2 separate regions of the Gossypium arboreum genome follow, and region 1 is linked to region 2. Evidence: chromatin contacts called from public Hi-C data. All regions are on one chromosome and are shown on one strand. The core of a region is the stretch at or near the end of the contact, and the rest is flanking DNA. Distances in the headings are between cores, read along the strand shown.

What was found. A called contact is a pair of places that touch in the nucleus more often than the background predicts.
Region 1: a contact with region 2 is called in a Hi-C map of leaf, with 2.9 times the contacts expected there. The contact joins the promoter of LOC108486502 here to the promoter of LOC108462077 in region 2. A contact is called at or near these places in 2 of 5 Hi-C or Micro-C datasets (both in leaf).

The regions. Positions count from the first base shown.
Region 1 is chr2:34,370,278-34,374,651 of ASM2569848v2, reverse strand. LOC108486502 (pentatricopeptide repeat-containing protein At1g71210, mitochondrial-like) reads right to left here and starts at 2,571. Exons shown (of 2, transcript XM_017790589.2): 1 at 1-2,571. The coding sequence starts at 2,117.
Region 2 is chr2:34,115,497-34,120,289 of ASM2569848v2, reverse strand. LOC108462077 (chromatin assembly factor 1 subunit FAS1-like) reads right to left here and starts at 1,876. Exons shown (of 12, transcript XM_017762079.2): 1 at 1,070-1,876; 2 at 866-965; 3 at 568-715; 4 at 365-488; 5 at 1-282. The coding sequence starts at 1,543.

The sequences.
Region 1 (4,374 bases), core at 1,322-3,821, 250 kb before region 2:
TAGCATTCCATGCCCGGAAAAACATTATTATTCCTCATTTCTCTCATGAAATTCAAAGCGTAATCTACCTTGTCTGCTTTGCAAAGACCAACGACGATGGAACTATATAATTTTCTCCCTATTTGTCTTCTCCGGCGTACATCATTAAAGAAGTTTAAAGCATCAGAAATTCTATCATTCTTTAGGTAACTATGCAACATAAAGATGTCAGATCTTAAGGAAGGTTTAATCCCACTTCTTAGCATCATCTCAAACACTTCTCTTGCTAATTCAGGCTTTTTGGCATGACCAGCTCCAGCAATGAAGAAGTTAAAGATATGAGAGCTTGGTTCAAAATGAGACAACTGCATCTCTAGCAATTTGAAAAACTGGTTTTCCAGGCTTTGCATATCGCACAGGCAACAGATAACATATCTAAACAATTTTCTGATTGGTTTATGACCCTTCTCCTGCATTTCAAGTAGAAGTGCTGCAGCAATATCTCCCCTATTTGACTTGCAAAAACCATGAATCAAGTGAAAGTAAGTTTTACTTGACATGTCTTTATTTATTCTACTAATTTCACCGTGTAATAAATAGGCATCTTCAACCCTATTTGCTTTACACAAAGCTACAATAAATGAGTCACAGACATCATAGCAGGGCCTAAATTTCTGCTCTAGGGACGAAACTACCACCTCCTTTATTCTGTCAAATTTTTCCTCTCTGCACAAAGCACCGGCAAGAATACTGAAGGTCTTTTTACTAGGGAAGTAACCTTCACGAACTGAATTTCTTAACACACAATAAGCTTCATCAATAACTCCATTCCAACATAAGTTACTGATAAAATCACTATACGTCATTCTATTAAGAGAGAGTCCAAACTCTGACCTGGAGTTATACAACTCAATGGCAACATCCACCATCCCAGCCTTGCAAAAGAAACACAAAACAGCATTCATGGTGACCTTATCAGGGGAAATTCCATCATTCTCCATTTCAATTAACAAATCAAAAACATCATTCAGCCGGTACTCTCTTAACAGTCTCAATACCAAGACATTGTACTGAAATAGGCGCGGAACATTCCTACTGAATAATTTCTTCCTATTGATAAAGTTCAAGTACCAGTTTAACTTCCCACGTTGCACAACATTCTGAAGCCAGATCCCATAAGCTTGTTCCATAGGCACATTAAGCTCCGTAAACTCCTCCAACAAGGTGGCGGCATGTTGGAACCTGTTGCCCTTGCAAAGCGCACTCACAATAATACTCACGGCATGCCCATCAACGGGCTTCCTGCTCTCCGCCAAACCGCGCAAATAGGCCTCCGCCTCCTCCAACTTGCTCTGCTTGCACCAGCACTTGACCAGGATGCAGTGGGTGATGCCGTTGTCAAAACCCCTCAATGAAATCTGCTTAGCTATCATGTCAACGGCGTCAAAGCAACTCTCGTCTACAAGAGCATTCAAAAGCACGTGGTAGGCAAAGGTATCCAAGTCAAGACCCTGGAATCGCATTCTACCGAACATCTGGAGTGCCATCGCCGGTTTCCCTGCAAGGGCATAACCCAAAACTAATGTGTCGTGGAATCTGACCCTGTAACTGCACCTATGCTTCATAAAATCCTGCAAGAACTCAAGCATCAAGGGCACTAGCTTCGCTTTCGAGAGAATCTTGAAGATGGCATGGAAGGTGGCTCGGGTGTGGTGGAATCCCGGCTGGCGGCCCGCCCAGTCGAAGAACTTGAGGCATGAGAGAACGTCTTTGGAGGAGGAGCGGCCGTAGGAGAGGACCTGGAGGACAAAGGTCTCGGAGAGAGGGAGATTAAGGTGGGAGAGAGCAAGGTCAGCGGCATGCCTCGAAGATTCATCGTCCCGGGCGGCTTGGTCTTGGGAGATTAGGATGCTGAAGATGCGGTCAAGAAGAGATGTGTTTGGGGCCTTGAACCAGTCTTTCAAAGAGGCGACCACGTCCTTGGCGCTTAGATTAAGGTGATGAACTGATGGGGAATCGATGGCAGATGGTGAGATAAATAAACAAGAGTAGGAACATGAATTACCATTACGATTTTTCAACAGGATAAATGGACTGGATTTGGCTACATGTTTAATTGAACTTAAAAGCTTGATCATATCTTTTTATTTCGCAGGAATTGGATTCGTCTCTTTCAAACGCACACCTTCACTAGCTTTTTCAACAACTCCAATCCCCCGACCCCAAACCTCCAACCGCTGCCAATGGCGTCAGTTCTGTTAAAACCTAGAGCCCGGAAACACACGTGAACCTCATAGGCCTTGCTTAGTAATGGGCTCATATTTGGCACCTCAATTATATCAAACTCGTTCTTTTTTAAAACAAAATTCCATTTCTCAAAGATAAGAAAGTTGTTGACACTTAAATCAAATACCAATGAATAGAAGGAATACTAAAACTGGAGCCAGCAGGATTATCTAATATACTCGTTTCTTAGAACTTCAAATTTATTGGTATTGCTTGAAGAAGCATCAAAATCTAAAATAGCAGAAAGATCTAAAGGAACAACATTCCAAATGTAACAATTTGCTTAAAATTAAGATTACCTATATACAAAGCTCGACGGATTTAAAGGAATGACAAATGCTGGAAAAAATATTTCAACAATAAGCAATCGTAAATCAATGTGTCAAACTCATAAATGTATGTAGTAAGTAAAACCACGTGACCTCCATGCAAATCTCATTCAATTAAGACTTTATCAAAGTTCAAAGATTTCAAATATGATAAAGCTATTAAGGTAGGAATATAATTGATAATCCCATTTACAAAGCTGTCATATTTGTTACATTTTAACCAATCAACGTTGGCTTTACTCAGTTCATATGTAATAATTCAATTTTCGTTGATATCGAAAAGTTTAATTTTAAGGTTGAATTACTTGAATTGAGTTAGTAAAAAATTTTAATAGAGTAATTACAAGTCGTATCTGAACTTAAAAATTAGAATTTTTAAGAAATTAATTAGATAAGTTGTTAAAATATAGTACAAGACTAAATTACAAGGTGGCTAAATTAGAGAATATTTTAGGGAGATTAAACCAAAGACCTAAATACTAATAAACCATCCTTAAGGTTAGTGGCTTGTGTTGATCGTTTCCATTCATGTCCATTAACCATTCTTTAACACAGTAATAGCCATTAGATTAATATTATATATATATATATATGATAATGGGAGAGAGAAGGAAATATCATCGTTCATCGACATCCTTTCTGAACCGTACAAAGAACGAAAGAAATGAAAATTCCTTTGGTTTACTTTCCATGGCCGTCTACTAATTATCAAGGCGAGAAGATTAATTCTTTATAATTTTGGTTAAATTCTCAACATATGATGGTAGATATTTATGACTCAGTATAAATTGATAATTACTGAAGTTTATGTGATGAATACGGAATTTGAAAATTAGAATTATTAAGCAAATGTCTAGATAAATTAATAATCAGTATAAAAAGAGGGTTAAACTGCAAAGAGGATAGAACTTGAAAAATTAGGTGTGTATTTTAACGAGTCCTTAACTGATATTAGTCCATTGTTAAAACATGGTTAGTGAATGCTTATGATCTCATCCATTCAATTCCATTAACATTTCTTAAGATAATCTCAATCATTAGATAATTATTAATTAAGTTAAATTTAGTTATATTAAAAGAAGATTTCATGAAAGAAGAAAACCATCTTTATCATTTCTTTTACAATGAAAAGAAGTTCCATGCTCTCATCCCCTTGTGCCGTGAGCTCTCCATAGCAATTTAGTGTGAATGTCTTTGAATTTTTGGTAGAATATTAGCTTTAGTCAATAGTTAAGTAAGGCCCACTCAATATACATGAAATTATTAAAGTTTTTGCTTAATTCATATTGCTGGAAGCTTAGAAAACTAGGAGATTGAAAGCTTGAATTACGAATATAAATTTGTTTTTAAGCTTGATTCATAGAAGAAGCATGTTGGCAAGGTAGTGGGTTTAGTAGAGAATGAGGTTTTATTAAGGTTATTCAAGTAACCATTTGAGTTTTTTGCATGCTTGAGAGAAGTGATGACAACTTTGCGAAATTATATATGTTTTAAATAATTTGGGACTCTTGGATTATAGTTCTAGGGTCAGATCTCGATTTAGCCCAAAAAGCTTTCCAAGGATGAAATGATTTAAATTATAGAAATAAATTAGATGTAAGACGAATAAAAATGTGTCAAATGGGGCTATGATGAAATTTTTGGAATTCGATTATACCTGAAAAATAAAATCGAAACAACTATAAAAATAAATGTAGTAGAAAATGAAAACATAAAATGAATTGGATTCCACCAAGAATTAATTATAACGATTTTATCATGTCATCATACATGAAATAAA
Region 2 (4,793 bases), core at 627-3,126:
TTCAATCTTTTGGGTGGATGCACAAAGTGTGAATCGCTTAGTTAATTCCTCCATCTGGGTTGGTGATGTTTTACATTTTTTGAGGAAGCGCTCCATTACTGAAGCTTGCTTTTGAATCGAAAGTTTCTTCTTCAATTCTGCCTCTTCTTTCTCACGCCGCAAATGATCTCTCTCGGCCTCCTCTTGCTGTTTCCGGAGCTGCTTCCTCATCTCAGCCTCTTCTCGTTCACGACGCCTATGAAATTTTTCCGCTTCCTCCAGCAATCGCTTTTTCTCCTTTTCCTGAAATACGACCATCCACTGTCAACAGCGAAGTTACATAGACATTGCTAATTCATGAAAAACTTGGGAAATTTGGACAAACATTTTGCAACTTTTCCTTTTGGAGCTCACGGTTCAGTTTCTTTTTCTCCTGTTCCATTTCTCTTTTGTTTCTCTCTAATTGCTTTATTAACAATTTTTCTTCTCGCTTTGCTTCTTTCGCATCCCTGCGGCAACAGATAAAACTTTTACTGCAAAGAAAGATATTTAAATAACAAAACTTGTTGAACTGTCATTGATACATACATCTCAGCACCACTCTGCTGTGACATGTTACGCATTAAGAAGCGAATGTCTGCCTCATTTAATACTTTGAAAAGCTTTTCTGATGCTTTCACGAAACCATGCTTGTACTTTTGATTATCCTCCCACTTTTCTAACAGGGTTATCATTGCTGAAATGAGCCATAAATATAATAAATAACCTACTTGAAGCATAAACTAATCATTAATCAATCAGGAATGAAGAGAACCAAGGGAATTTAATAGCATATTGAGTGCATCAGAAAAGATTCAACCAAGCGATAAGCAAAAATTCTCCATACCAGAAACAGCAGTAATCCTCTCACTAATCTTATTCCTACAAGTACGACGAGTTCTTAATTCGGCACGCGCAGATTTGGGCATCAACTTTAAATCTCTGGTCTATGACATGAGAATGTAAACAAGTTTGTAACTGAACAAGAGAATGGAAACGCATAAAACAAATAAACTAAAAAAAAAAGCCAAAACGAAAGAAAATGAATCACCTCCCAACACCAGAGAGAATATTGAGAATCATCCTCCAAAACATCAGCATCTTCGTTACCCAATCCATATTTCACTCTCTGCCCAACAAACAGCACCGCGCTTTTCACCGCGGCCATACTTACATTTCCCATTCTGTCCTTGACCTGTTCATGAATTGTCTCTATCAATCTCAACAGGGGCAAGTCGCTCTCCTCCATCAGAACTGCAACCAATGAATTCAATGAACAACCCGACTCGAGTAACTCCATTCCCAAACCCGACTTCTGCTCCAGCACTTCTTTATAATACCCAAAAAGTCCATCCATTTCTTGCTTCAATCGCTTGATCTGTGCCTCTCTCTGTTCATCGCTCAAGGCTTCCCAAACCCAGGATGCTCTCTTTCGCTTCTGGATCTCCTTGGGTTGATCGTTGCCAACCATTTTGGGGGATTTTGGATCATCATCCACGCCTATCACAGGTACTGAATCCGCCATTTAAACCTAGAAGGAGAAGGATCCAAGTCTAATCCTAGAAAATAAAATGAAGACTTATATTTGCAGATACAGAGAGAACACAAGGAAGCGGAGAAGAAACGACAGTCCTTTTATTTTATTTTACTTTTAATTATTCTGGAATCAGCGGTGATGACACTCAAAAAGAATTTTTTTTCCCGCCAAGAGTGCTCCTAAAACGAAAATTGGCGCCTCAAAATTTTAGGAGTTGGCGCCGGAGGGTCGAACAGGCCTTATTTGAAATCAAGGTATCAAATTTTAATCCACGGCCGCACTTATCCACGTTGATTTTTTCTTTGGCTGTTTTTTATTCCGATCAGTAAGCAAAGTAATCTTGGATTGAAATATAAATTTACCATGAGTATTGAAATTTCTCCAATGTTATTCTACTTTGAGAATATAAATAAATTTATTATTTAAAGATTGAATTTTGCAACTAAATTTAATTTGTTTAATTACATTTTATCATTAATATTGATTTTGATTATTTAAAACAAAATTTATCAAGAAAACTATTGTTTTAAACATTTGTTTTAATAGTTAATAATAAATTAATTTATAAAATATTAATAAATTAATTTAGAACTCTAACTAATTAGTACAATGCGCGGATCAAATTGTGTACAATTAACTTTATAAAATTTACATTATAACATTAATTTTTATTTAACATTAGTAATGAATTTCCTAAAAATGGAGAAAGTAATGCAATGAAAATATTTTTAAAATATATGATGAATTTAGAATCGATTATATTAATATTTTTAATCTTAAAATCATTTAATATTAAAACAATACAAAAATCATCATGGTTTCAATATTAATATAAAATTATTATAACTTAAATAATATTATTAATAATTTTTATAGCTTAATTATTTTATATAATTGTTAATTTAATTTATCTTAATGTTAAAATTGTTAGTATTCGATTTTTATAAGATTATAGTTATTTTACTCTACTTACAATGGATATAAGTTAAATAAACATTGCAAAATAAAATAGTAACTTATTTGGAAATCAATATGAAAGCTTGATGAAGTAAATCGAAAATGCCAAGAGAGGGTGAATTAGCTTTTAAAAAAATTTTGGCCAAAGCAAAGGCAAAAAAGAAATAAAGAACACAAAGAATTTAGAGTAATTCGGCCCCAATTGCCCACTCCAGTACCCTAGTTCTCCACCATTAAGGATTTTTCTCAAATTCACTAATTTGTTCAACCTTTGAGGACAAAGTTTAACCTTACAACTCCTTAAGATTTCTATCCCAAATCTTAAGTTTCAAAACCTCTCAAAGAGATACAAATGAGCAAATAAAGAAACAATCCTTACAAGATAAATTTGTTTGCAAATTGAAGCACAAATACAATGAAATACACTTGAGCAAAATAAAGAAGATAAAGCTCACAAGTGTAATCTAACATTATTTGATTAATGATTTTTGCTTGAAGTACTTTTTCTTAGATGTAATAGGACTTTAAAAGATGGTATTTATACCCCCTAATAGACTTCCAACCATTGAGGATGTTGGGGAAGTAAATATGCCCATTGGGGATATAAAACCATAGCATTTATTTCACCTGCAACTTCGAGTATCGATACCATGAAAAAGGGTATCGATAATTTTTGTCATAAATGCTGATTCAGTGACCGTTGAATGAAAAAATAGATACATTCTTCAGAAGGTATCAATACCGGATCGATATCTTGTAGGAATTTTTAGAAACAGAATACAAGTTTGGTATTGTTTTTAAATAAGGTATCGCTTATTTTTGAAAAATATCGATACCAAAATCATGATATCGATAATTTTTAGGTTTTTGATAGAATGTCTTTTTGGCCTCGATTTACTAAGGGTATCGATTATTTTCAAAAATTATCGATACCGAGCCAAATGGTGTCGATACCTTTTTTCTAGAACAATTCTCACTTGTTAGAAAATCATTTTGATGTGTTAAAAATGATTGTAACTTAATTAGGATCATTTTGACTTGGTTAAAAATAATTTCACTTGATTTTAAAATTGTTTCAGAATTTTCTAAGATTTTATTGTAAGTATTAATAATTTTATTTCTTAGAATTCAATTTTAATTTTTTTGTCAAATTTAGTTTATATTCAAAAACACTTTTAATTTGCTATATCAATATCTTTTATCAAAGCTTAATTTAACTCAATATAATCTTTTATCAAATCTTAATTTAACACAATGTAATCTTTGACTACTTTGGGCTTAATTTTTTTACCTTTATTTTATTAAATATGGTAATATTTAACCAAATTTGGTTCAATCTTTTCTATAACTTCATATTACTATAATATATATTATTTGGTGGATGAAACACCTGAATTTTTAAATACTTGAAAATAAATATAAGTCTATTTTTATAAATAATTATATCACTTAATTTATTTTTAAAATATAAAATAAAATATTTAAAATCTTTAAATTAAAATTTTTCTTCAAATTATTTTAAATTAAAATTTTAATACCAAAATTCAAGCAAATAAAGGTAAATATGCAAAATCAATATAGAGTCAAAGTGTAGTAGTAAATTTGCCTTTAGTGCAAAAATATAACGGCAAATATCATTCGATATAAATTATAGTGACAAATTTCAAATTTAACCTAAAGTATAGTGGTAAATTTACACATTGACCCATAATTATTTGATATAAGTTTTTTAATGTATTTTAAGTTGTATTTAAAAATCAAAAAATAATTATTACATGTAGTAATATGTATTTCACTTGTGAAGGAAAAAAGCACTTCTATTATTATATCAAATAATAATATTTTAAAATTCGGTAAACTTGTGGCAACCCACACCTGACCTGATTGTTAGATCTGAATGCTTGACCTCATCACATTATGTTCTCAGAGTAACTCCAATTAACGCGACTTTCACTACCAAGTAACTTGACATTCAAACAAAATAAATTCCTTACAAATCCAATTATACACATAAACATGTTTAACAAATGTCAAATGATATCATTTAATACATTTAAGGATTAAACAGAATTGAGGTCAACCACAAAATTTGGATTTGAATCCAAACTCAAAGTAACATAATTCAACTGGGAGTCTCGAGATGTCTTAAGACAATATAATTTTTAATTTTGTTTCAATATTGGAATATATGGGATTTATTATGTTTAAATGTTAATTTCTTTGAGAAACTAATTTGTTAGCTTTGATTTTCAATTATTTTGATATAACAAATTTAATGATA